3 separate regions of the Mus musculus genome follow, and all the other regions are linked to region 2. A link is a contact called in public HiChIP or PLAC-seq and Micro-C data. All regions are on one chromosome and are shown on one strand. Each heading gives the region's core, a stretch centred on a gene start, on an enhancer-like site or on the middle of the called end of the contact. The rest is flanking DNA. Distances are from core to core; before and after follow the strand shown. Region 1 holds the start of Cyth3 (cytohesin 3). Region 2 holds the start of Smurf1 (SMAD specific E3 ubiquitin protein ligase 1). Region 3 holds the start of Rac1 (Rac family small GTPase 1).

What was found. Hi-C and Micro-C count contacts between places; a contact is called where the count stands out from the background. HiChIP or PLAC-seq counts read pairs in DNA pulled down with a chosen protein or histone mark.
Region 1: a Micro-C map of embryonic stem cells shows a contact between it and region 2, with 5 times the contacts expected there. The contact joins the promoter of Cyth3 here to the promoter of Smurf1 in region 2. A contact is called at or near these places in 1 of 484 Hi-C or Micro-C datasets (embryonic stem cells) and 2 of 115 datasets of contacts at active chromatin or transcription factors (astrocytes and microglia).
Region 3: a contact with region 2 is called in an H3K27ac HiChIP or PLAC-seq map of microglia, with 5 times the contacts expected there. The contact joins the promoter of Rac1 here to the promoter of Smurf1 in region 2. A contact is called at or near these places in 1 of 39 promoter capture datasets (embryonic stem cells) and 1 of 115 datasets of contacts at active chromatin or transcription factors (microglia).

Annotation. Positions count from the first base shown.
Region 1 is chr5:143,620,599-143,623,729 of GRCm38.p6, reverse strand. Cyth3 (cytohesin 3) reads right to left here and starts at 1,283. Exons shown (of 13, transcript NM_011182.4): 1 at 1,057-1,283. The coding sequence starts at 1,090.
Region 2 is chr5:144,964,454-144,967,343 of GRCm38.p6, reverse strand. Smurf1 (SMAD specific E3 ubiquitin protein ligase 1) reads left to right here and starts at 1,514. Exons shown (of 18, transcript NM_001038627.1): 1 at 1,514-1,843. The coding sequence starts at 1,789.
Region 3 is chr5:143,526,402-143,529,655 of GRCm38.p6, reverse strand. Rac1 (Rac family small GTPase 1) reads left to right here and starts at 1,663. Exons shown (of 6, transcript NM_009007.2): 1 at 1,663-1,893. The coding sequence starts at 1,859.

The DNA.
Region 1 (3,131 bases), core at 34-2,533, 1.3 Mb after region 2:
AACCCTTTGCTTACTTCAAGTAAAGTCCCACTCCACAAACGGTGACTCTTGATGTTTTGGGAAACCAAATTCATGAAATGACACAACAGGAATCTGTACTCCGTTGAGTAATTTGCAACCGGCTCATTTGCAGCAGGGTGGAACTCAAAGTCAGGCACATACATACAGCCTGAGCAACACGGAGAACTGATAGCCCACCTCTGGAAGGGTGTCTGTCACAGGCACCTGTCCAGGAGTCTAACAGTCTCGCTGCTGTGGCTCCCGCATCCCACCCTCGGCTTTAAAGGAATCCCACCTGACCCCTTTAATTTCTTAATTATATTTTCCATTTGGTGGTGTTGGGGATCAAACTCAGCGTCCTGGGCATGCTAGACAATGATTCTATCATTTGTGCTATTTGGCCCCCTTTTTATTTTTACACCCGACCCCTTCTCTGTAGCATTTTTTCTTTTCTATTTGATAAAAAAATGCATACTCAGACCTGGACTGGAGCTGCCTGCCCCTCATGTCCTTTAAGCCATTCCCAATGAGTACTTCTGATCTAAAAATCAGAGACGTGGTCATGACTTCCAACCTTCCTCCTCTCCCCCGACCGATCCACCCCACCCTCCGGGCCCTCCGAGTCCTCCAAATTGAAAACTTTCCCCTCCCCATCCAGGAGCTCCCAAGCTCCAGACACCTGAGGAGAGCTGAAAAGGAGAGGGGCCCGTCCGAAACAGCTGGGCTAGGGAGGGCGTGGACGCCCTTGGCAATGAGACGCTGGGAAGGTCGCCCCGCAGAGTGGCCCCATCTCAGAAAGGCGACCTGGAGCTGTGCTGCGGAGACCCCGGCCTCGAACCCGCGACCCGCGACCGCGCTGGGCGACGACCCCGCGGTCTCCGACATGTCCTCTCACCAGGGCAGCGAAGCCCGAGTCCCCGCCTTACCCCGCGCACCTCCCCACGGTCGCCGCCACCCCACCCGACACCCGGCCCCACGTCTCAAGCCTGGGCTCTCAACAGCGCGACCCTCGGCCTCAGGGCCGCCCAGAGAGCCGGCCACACCTCCATCACTCACCGCTGCCGCCCTCACCGCCACCGCCTTCGTCCATTTTGAGGCCACTCCCCGCCAGCCGGCGAGCCCGGAGCCGGCGGGAGCGACTGGGCTGAACGCCGGGACTAAGAGAAGTGGTCGCGGGGAGAACCGGAGAGCTCCTCAGCGAGCGCGGCCCGGGTCGCGGCCGGGCCTCCACGGAGGGCCGGGCGGAGCCTCACTGCTCCGGCGCCATCACGTGACACAAAACCACGCCTCCCCTGTCGGTGTGGGCGGAGCCTAGACGCCGAGCGGTCCCGCCCACCAGACTCCGCCCGGCCTTGCAGTAGCTGCAGTAGCTGCTTAGCTAGGAGACTTGGATCCTGCAGCGCAGCACTCTCCCTCGAACCTCCTGTCTGCCCCTCTAGAGCATCCTGGAGAGGAAGCCGGGTCTATCAGGAGCACGAGGACGCCCTGCTCTACAAAACCTGATGGCTAAGGGCTGCGACTCGCAAATGCATAGAGTAGGGAGTGAGAAACTATCTGAAAAGGAAGGCTGATGATTGGCTCAAGTGGCCCCCACTTAAAGGCAGAAGGAAAGAACTGACTATAAAGTTTTACTGTGACCGCAGCATGCGTGGGCGTCCACACATGACATACACACAGTAATAATTGTGTGGGGATGTAGTTCTGTTGTTAAGAGCACTCGCTGCTCTTGAAGAGAATCAGAGTTTGGTTCTCAGCACCCACAGAACCCTTGTAACTATGACTACAAAAAGGATCCAATACTTCCGGCCTCCAAGGGCACCTGCACTCATATGACGGTTATCTGGCACACTCTTACCTCCACCCACATCAGGCATGCTTGTAGTGCACACATATATGTGCGGGCAAAACACTGATACACACAAAATAAAATTTTAAAAAAACTTTTTGAGATAGGGTTTCTCTGCATAGCCATCAATGTCATGGAACTCTTTCTCTGTAGACCAGGCTGACCTTGAACTCAGAGATCTTCCTGCCTTTGACTCCTGAATGCTGGAGCTAAAAGGATGAGCCACCATGCCCAGCTAAATAAATCTTTTTTTAAGTGTTTATTTTAAAAATAATAAAAACTGGGTGCGGTGGCGAATACCTTTGACCACAGCAAGCCAATCTCAACAGAATCTTAGTGGGTTTAGTCTGCTTAGTGAGTTCCAAGTTAGCCAGGGCTACCTAGTGAGTCTCTGTCTGAAGTCATCATCATCATCATCTGAAAACGAGCCCATGAGAAGACTCTCCCCACCCCCACCTCCTCCCTTCTTTACCCTCAGAATGTTAGGGTAATTCCAGCCTTTTATCTTTTGGGTGTATAATAATAATGGAGTCTCATTTTTCCTGCGGATTGGATGCATTTTAGAATTAACAAAGTATTAGGTTGGTAAATGAATATAGTGATGCTGTTGAACCCTAACCCCAGTCCGGCACAGCTGGGGCTCGGCTCTCAGAAAGCATTAGTACAGGGGTTGGCCAGTCTGGCGTCAGATGCCCGTGCAGTTGAGCGTTAGTCTCCCTTGGCTTGCTGCCAGCTGCCCTGGATTTATGATGCAGTAGGAGCTCTGAATTCAATTTCCCGTGGGCACAGCCCAGGGCTGGGCAGACGGACTCAGTACTCCCCTGTTCCAAATCTATGGCTCGATTTTCTCATTCCGTATGTCTCGTTTCCAGTAACTTCTCCTTAACGTTGCATGTGTGCCCTCCCAAGCCTTTCTGCTCGAATTAAATTGCATTAAAGAAAAGCAAACATTATAAGGGAGGAGATGGCTCATCTGTAATAAAATTTTCCAGCAACTGTTTTATATTTACAAATTGCCCATTGAATCAAAGGATACTTCCTCCACCGTCCATCTATCAAAGCAGACAGCCTTCACCTTTTTGCTCAAGGTTAAAGAATGGTTTCAAAGAGTCCAATTTCCTGATAACCTCAAGAATTATAACCCCGGATATTCTGTTGCCTCCTAGACTGTAAGATAGGCTTCTGCGAGTTGATGAGATGTTTAGCAGCTTGTACAAATCCATAGATAAGTGATCTGAGAGTCAAGTGATGTAGATTCAAGTCCTGATGAACTGTGGCTTCCTGA
Region 2 (2,890 bases), core at 265-2,764:
CCAGGGATCCTTCTGTCTTTGCCTCCCAGGGGGCTGGGATCACTCAAACTCACCAGCACACCTGTACCGTGGGGCTGGAGAGATGCTGAACAGTTAGGAGCACACGTTGCTCTTCCAGAGGACCTAAGTTCAGTTCCCAGCACCCACACGGTGGCTCACAAACACCCGCTCCAGATCCAGCACCTTGTGATGCACACATACAAACACGCACACAAAACACTCCTATATAGGTAACAGAAATATCTAAAAAAAAGCCTCACAAAACTTAGCTTCTTGTGCTTGCACCATCGAACACCTTACCAATGGTGCTATTCTCCCAACACCAATCAAAGACTCCTAAATGGATTTATTCCAACCTAGGGTCTCGCTCTCAGCGACAACGGCTTAGAAATGGAAGCAGAGTTAGAGTCTGGATTAACCGTTGCCCATACACGATCCTATTCTTAAGATATTTTCCCTCCATTATTAAATAGTCTGGGCTGCACAGGCTCATAAAACCAAACTGCCTAGGACAAGAACAGGTACAAGCCTGTAATCCCTGCGCTCCGGAGGCTGAGTAGGGGGAATCACAGTTTTGAGGTCAGCCTCAGCTACAGATGAGCCCCTGTCTCCAAAGAGGGTGGTCAAACGCTGTGGGTAGCTGGTTCTAAGGAAGAACCATAGAGTCTGCCCATGAAGTGAATTAAGTTCAGGTCGGATGGGAGTTTGGTAAATATACGCAGCCTTTTCAAGAACCTTTTATTTCCTCTCTAGAATGCGTTACCATAGAGATTGGTTTGCTTGCTGGGGAAAGAAAGCCCGGCTTTTACTTTTTACCGGCCTGACACTCTGGGGGTTTGGGGGTGGGTTCATCAGAAGGCAGGGACTCGAAAACCCGACTGCTTACTTCTCTGGGTTAGTTCAGTTGCATGCAGGTTCCTATCCACAAAACCACCACCTCTCCATTTACATCCTTCATCTTGTTTAGCTGGTCCATATGCCGCACTTCCTCTGAGTCTAGCCACTTTGTCAATCGAATACACCAGTTGCACAGGGCACATCCGACACTCGATCACTGCGGGAAGTCTTCCCTTGGAACTTGCAGGATCTAGTGTGTACCCACGCGCGCACGCGCGCACGGTTCTTGGGGTTTCATGCAACACCCTGGCTTCCATCAGGAGCTTTGAAAAGTCCGACACTGAAGAAACAATCGGTTCCCCCAAATCGTCGCACAAGCAAATCAGTTGGTTCTGAGATTGTGACTAAGAACCAGCTCCGACTGCGCCGCTTGTGTGTGCGTGTGTGTCGTCTACGTGTGTGGGGCGGTGGTGGCCACGGTGGTGTCTGTTTCAAGGCTCCCCGCCGGCTGCAGGAACCTTGCAGCTCCCCCAGACCCCCTTGCGCGCGCCCAGGACAAGCGCGGTCCGCGTAGCGCCGTGCTCGGGCGCGCGCACGCACGCACACACGCAAGCGCGAGGCCGCGCAGGGCCGGGCCGGCAAGGCGGCGGGCGCGCGCAGCTCGGGAGGCGGCGGCGGAAGCAGCGAGGGCGGCGGGCGTCCGGCTGCGAGCGCGGCGGCTCCGGGCTGGGCCAGCCAGGGGCGGCTCCTGGCGGCGGCGCGGCCGAGCGCTCGGTTCTACGGTTCCAGCCCGTGGTCTCCGGCCCAACGCCTGCGCCGCGCACTCGGCGTCCCGGCTCGGACCCCGGCGCCCAGCCCGTGGCCGTAACCTTGAGGCGGCGGCGGGGCCGGGCCGGGCCGGGCTGGGGGGCGGCGGCACTGGATCCGAGGCCGGCCGGCCGCTGGCGGGAGATGTCGAACCCCGGGACCCGTAGGAACGGCTCCAGCATCAAGATCCGTCTGACAGGTAGGCACGACAGGGCCGCGGCCCTCGCGCCCCTAGACTGTCCCAGGGACCCTGCGGACTCCCGCCCCGCCCCCTCCCCCCCCCCCCCCCTTGCACCGGCCGTTGTCCCGGGACCGCTGCACCCCCTACGGCGTGCGCCCCTCGCTCGCGCTCCCGGCCCCGCCCCCCGGGTGCTCTGCAGGCGCCGCCCCTGCCGCCCCGTCCCCTCCCTCTGCATCAGGGCCCGCCCCTGGCACATCAGGACACGCCCCGCTGCGGCAGCCCCGCCCTCCCTCTGCATCAAGCCACGCCTCTCCGATCTGCAGACTCGCCCCCTTAACTAGGCTCAGCCCTCGACTCTTCTGCAGACTCCCCCTCCCCCTCACAGGCTCCACCCCTTGACTACTTTGTAGCTTTGGCGACCCGCCCTATGGCTCCTCCCTCTGCATCATTCCCCGCCCCCTGCTTGCTCTGCAGGCCCAGGCAGCTGCCTTTTCTGCATTAAGCCTGGCTTGCTGTTCATCCCTCTATCATAGATTCCACCCCTGTGGCTGATTCTCTTGGCCCCGCCTCTGGCTCCTTTCTCTTCAGGTTCTTGCCTATCCCCCCCTGCCCACACTACTCTATCTGCCCACACCTACCATCAGTTGCATATGGGCCACGCCCCCTAGCTTTCTCCCTCTGCCCCTAACTTTACCCTTCTGGATCAGGTCCCGCCCCCTAGCTCCTCCACTACAGGACTCCCCCCCCCCCTCTCCTTTCTGCCCCACACCTACCCTCAGCTGCATATAGGTACCACCCCTCGGGGCCCTCCACCGGTCCCCTCTAGTGTCCTCTCTTGACACCGCCCCAGCACCCTCTGATCCACACCTACCCCCCTGCCTGCTTTTCTTCAGGCCTTGTACATAGCCACACACCTTTCAACTTCATGTAGATCCCGCCCCCTCGCTGCACCTCCACCGCTCTTTCCACCCCTACCTCACATTTTCATCATCCATCTCTTCACTCTCATCCTCCTTCTACCTGCTGTTCCCCTCTAGGCCCACCCCTCACCATCCTCCCGCCTGT
Region 3 (3,254 bases), core at 414-2,913, 1.4 Mb after region 2:
GGTCTGGGAAATTCTCGTGGAATAGTTCCACAGATGCTTCCCTTAAATTTTTTGTTTTGTTTCTATTTTTTGTTTGTTTGTTTTATTTTTTTACTGTTAGGATATTAGGATGGCTGGAATTCCTGGTCTGGTTTCTTTTCTTTAAAAAAATATTTTAGATTTTGTGTCTGTGCTCACGTGCACACACGTGAATGAATGCAGGTGTCTCAGGGGGCCAAAGGTGTTGGATCGCTCTGGAGCTGGAATTACAGGTGGCTGTAAGCCATGTGATTCAGGTGCTGGGAACCTAACTCCAGTCTACTGGAAGAGCAGCTTGGCCTCTTAAGCTCCAGGAGGAGGGAACTTGCCAGGCAAGTGTGAGGAACAGAGCTCCAATCCAGAAACTAGTATACTAGGAGGGTACGGTGACTCACCTGTAACTCCGGAAGATAAAGATGGGATCTCCAGGGCAAGCTGGTTGGCTAGATTAACTGGAATTGGCCAGTTTTGTGTTCAATGAGAGATCTTACTTCAATATATATAAGGTGAACAGCAACTGAATACACCCAGTGTCAACCTTGGTCTTCTATACACATGTGCACCACACATGTGCCCACACATGAAAACATGCACACACACACACACCACAGATAACCAAAAATATCTTTAATGTTCTTGTCTTCTAATAGGCTACCTTATTTGTGAATGAATTATATGCTTACCCTATCATATCAGCAATCTTTAAAAGAATTCTTCTGACCTTTATCCTTCTGTTTATTATTTTAATGGTATGTATGTTTTTTTTTCCTTATATTTTTGTTTATTTAGTGCTCCCTCCCCACCCCCCACCCCTATTGAGAAAGTCTCATGGTAGGTCAGGTTAACGCTGGACGCTACATAGCCAGAGGTCAAACTTCAGATGTTTCTGCTACCTCCAGTCCAGAGCTGGGATTCCAGGTATGCACTACCTGATATATACCACATCTGTTTCATACCGTCGTGAGGTTCAATCCTAGGGTTTCATATCTGTATCTGCTCGGGGAAGCACTCTACCAATTGAGTTGCATATCCAGAGGTTGGACTTGAGGTTGATCCCCAGGATTCTACTGCTTCCGCCCACCAAGTGCTGGGATTACAGGTGAGCCACCAGGGCAGGCTGTGATGTGCTAGGGATGGAGCCCCAGGCTGTACATGCCGGCAAACATTCTGACTTGGCTACATCCCTAGCAGTTTCTTTTTTGAGACTGGATCTCACTGTGGCACGAGCTATACAGAATTTTCTAGCAGGATCTTACGCTACAGCATACTGTAGTTATCACATAACAAGGGGGCTCAGGAATCTCTCCATGGAGTTGGCACAAGTAGGTTGCGAGCGAACGGGACCCTACCACTGACCCGAACCCGTAACCCCAGGATTCAGAGGGCTTCCTAAACCTGGTCACAACCGGGACGCTTTAGCGTGCCAAGATGGCGGCCGCCCCGCCCCGCGGCCGCCGAGCCCGTTCTCCGGCTGGAGCCGACTGTTGCCGAGCTTTCCCGAAAGCCCGTGGAAGCCAGGAACGGCGCGGGCGGGCGCGCGGGCGGGCGGGAGCGGCCCCGCCCGGAGCCTGGGAGCTGCGTCGACGGCACCGAGGGGGAGGGGAGGCCGGATGTGAGTGGAGCGGCCATTTCCTGTTTCTCTGCAGTTTTCCCCAGCTTTGGGTGGTGGCTGCTGCTGCGCTTCGCCTTCCCGTGCGCTGAGGGCCCGGCGGCGTGGACAGCAGTCCCGGCACTCGGCGCCCCGCCGCCCGCAGCCTCGCCCAGCGCTTCCCGAGCCCGCCGCTTCGCGCCTCAGCCACCGGCCGCCGCCGCCGCCGCCGCGGCCCACCGAGCGGCCCAGATGCAGGCCATCAAGTGTGTGGTGGTGGGAGACGGGTGAGTGCACGGCCGCGCCTGGCGCTCCGGACCCGGTGCCGCGCGCAGCGCCATCGGGGGCCCCCGCAGGCCCGAAAAGCCTCGAGCTGGCGTAGAGCGCGCGCCCGGCCTTCTGGGGGGCGCGAGCCTCCCACCCTCCCGGGCCTGGTTCCGGATTCTGGTTGGGGGAGGGCCTGGGCGAGCCGGCCGGAGGGAAAAGTGAACTCCACCCTCCTGCCTTCTTCCCGGGCCGGACGCCGCCCGTCGCCCTACTCGACTTGGCACGTAGGCGAGGCTGGTTTGAAGAATTTTTCTTGAAACATTTTTAAAAAAAATTTTTGTCTTTTGAGAAAGGGACGTATAGTTTCTTCATTTACTCAGGGTACCCCCTCGCACCCCCCCCCCCGAGAACTGGGATAGGTAACGGCCTCCAAGTCGGCCGGCCCTGGTCGATGCATGTTTGCACCAGTCACTTGGGTGACCTGGAACTTGGGAAAGGGCTCGGTTGCTTCGACTTGACAGGGTGTTTATAAAAATATTCATTTTCACACTTACGCCGAGAAAGTTACTGGGATGCTAGCTGAAGGAGTGTGATGAAGACTGTCCATTGAACGAAGTGTGGTTATTAAAAACAAACAAACCTTCTCTGAAGGCATTAGATATGGATGTAGCAGATCCAGCTCCCTGTGACTCGAGGCAATTCTTTTCGTGATTGACCGTGATGGTTTCAGGCCCTTGAGGGAGACAAGACTGGTCTTATGCAGTCCGTCCCGTTCCCCCCACCCCTTCGGTAGAAACAAGAATCTCAGTGTAATCGGAGCAAAATCGCGCGTCTCAGCGTAGCTTGTGTAGGTTCGTGTTAACGAGGAAGCTTGGAGATTTACCACCCGTTTCCTCAAACGCAGAGTGCAACTGGTCCACTTTCTAGTTCAGTCGAGTACGTTGCCAAACTTGCTTAATGCCTTCCACACTTGCAGTGAGCACTCGCCGCCCATGGGTTTATGAGCCCGTGGATTTATGAGCGATTGTTCAGCGTATTTACAGAACTCTACATTAGACTTTGGGATCGTCCCTGTAACTAAGTCAGCCAGACGGTCAGAGAACTTTATTTTTCTGCTAACATGTCTGTCTGTGGGATTTGTCTCGGAGACAGGAAGTCTCATGGATACGGTTCAATGTATTTAACGACACACTGGAATTTCATTGAGTAGGAATGTCAATGGTGCTTTCCTTTCACCTCCTAAAAGAAAGCTTTGTCACTTGGGGCACTTAGTTTGATAGTGAAGATGTTGTATTGTGGGGCCGGGGTCTTTTTGTGTAAATCCTAGTTTCTGACTGCCTTGGTCCCAACTCCATGATTCTCCTGTTAGGAGGACATGGAC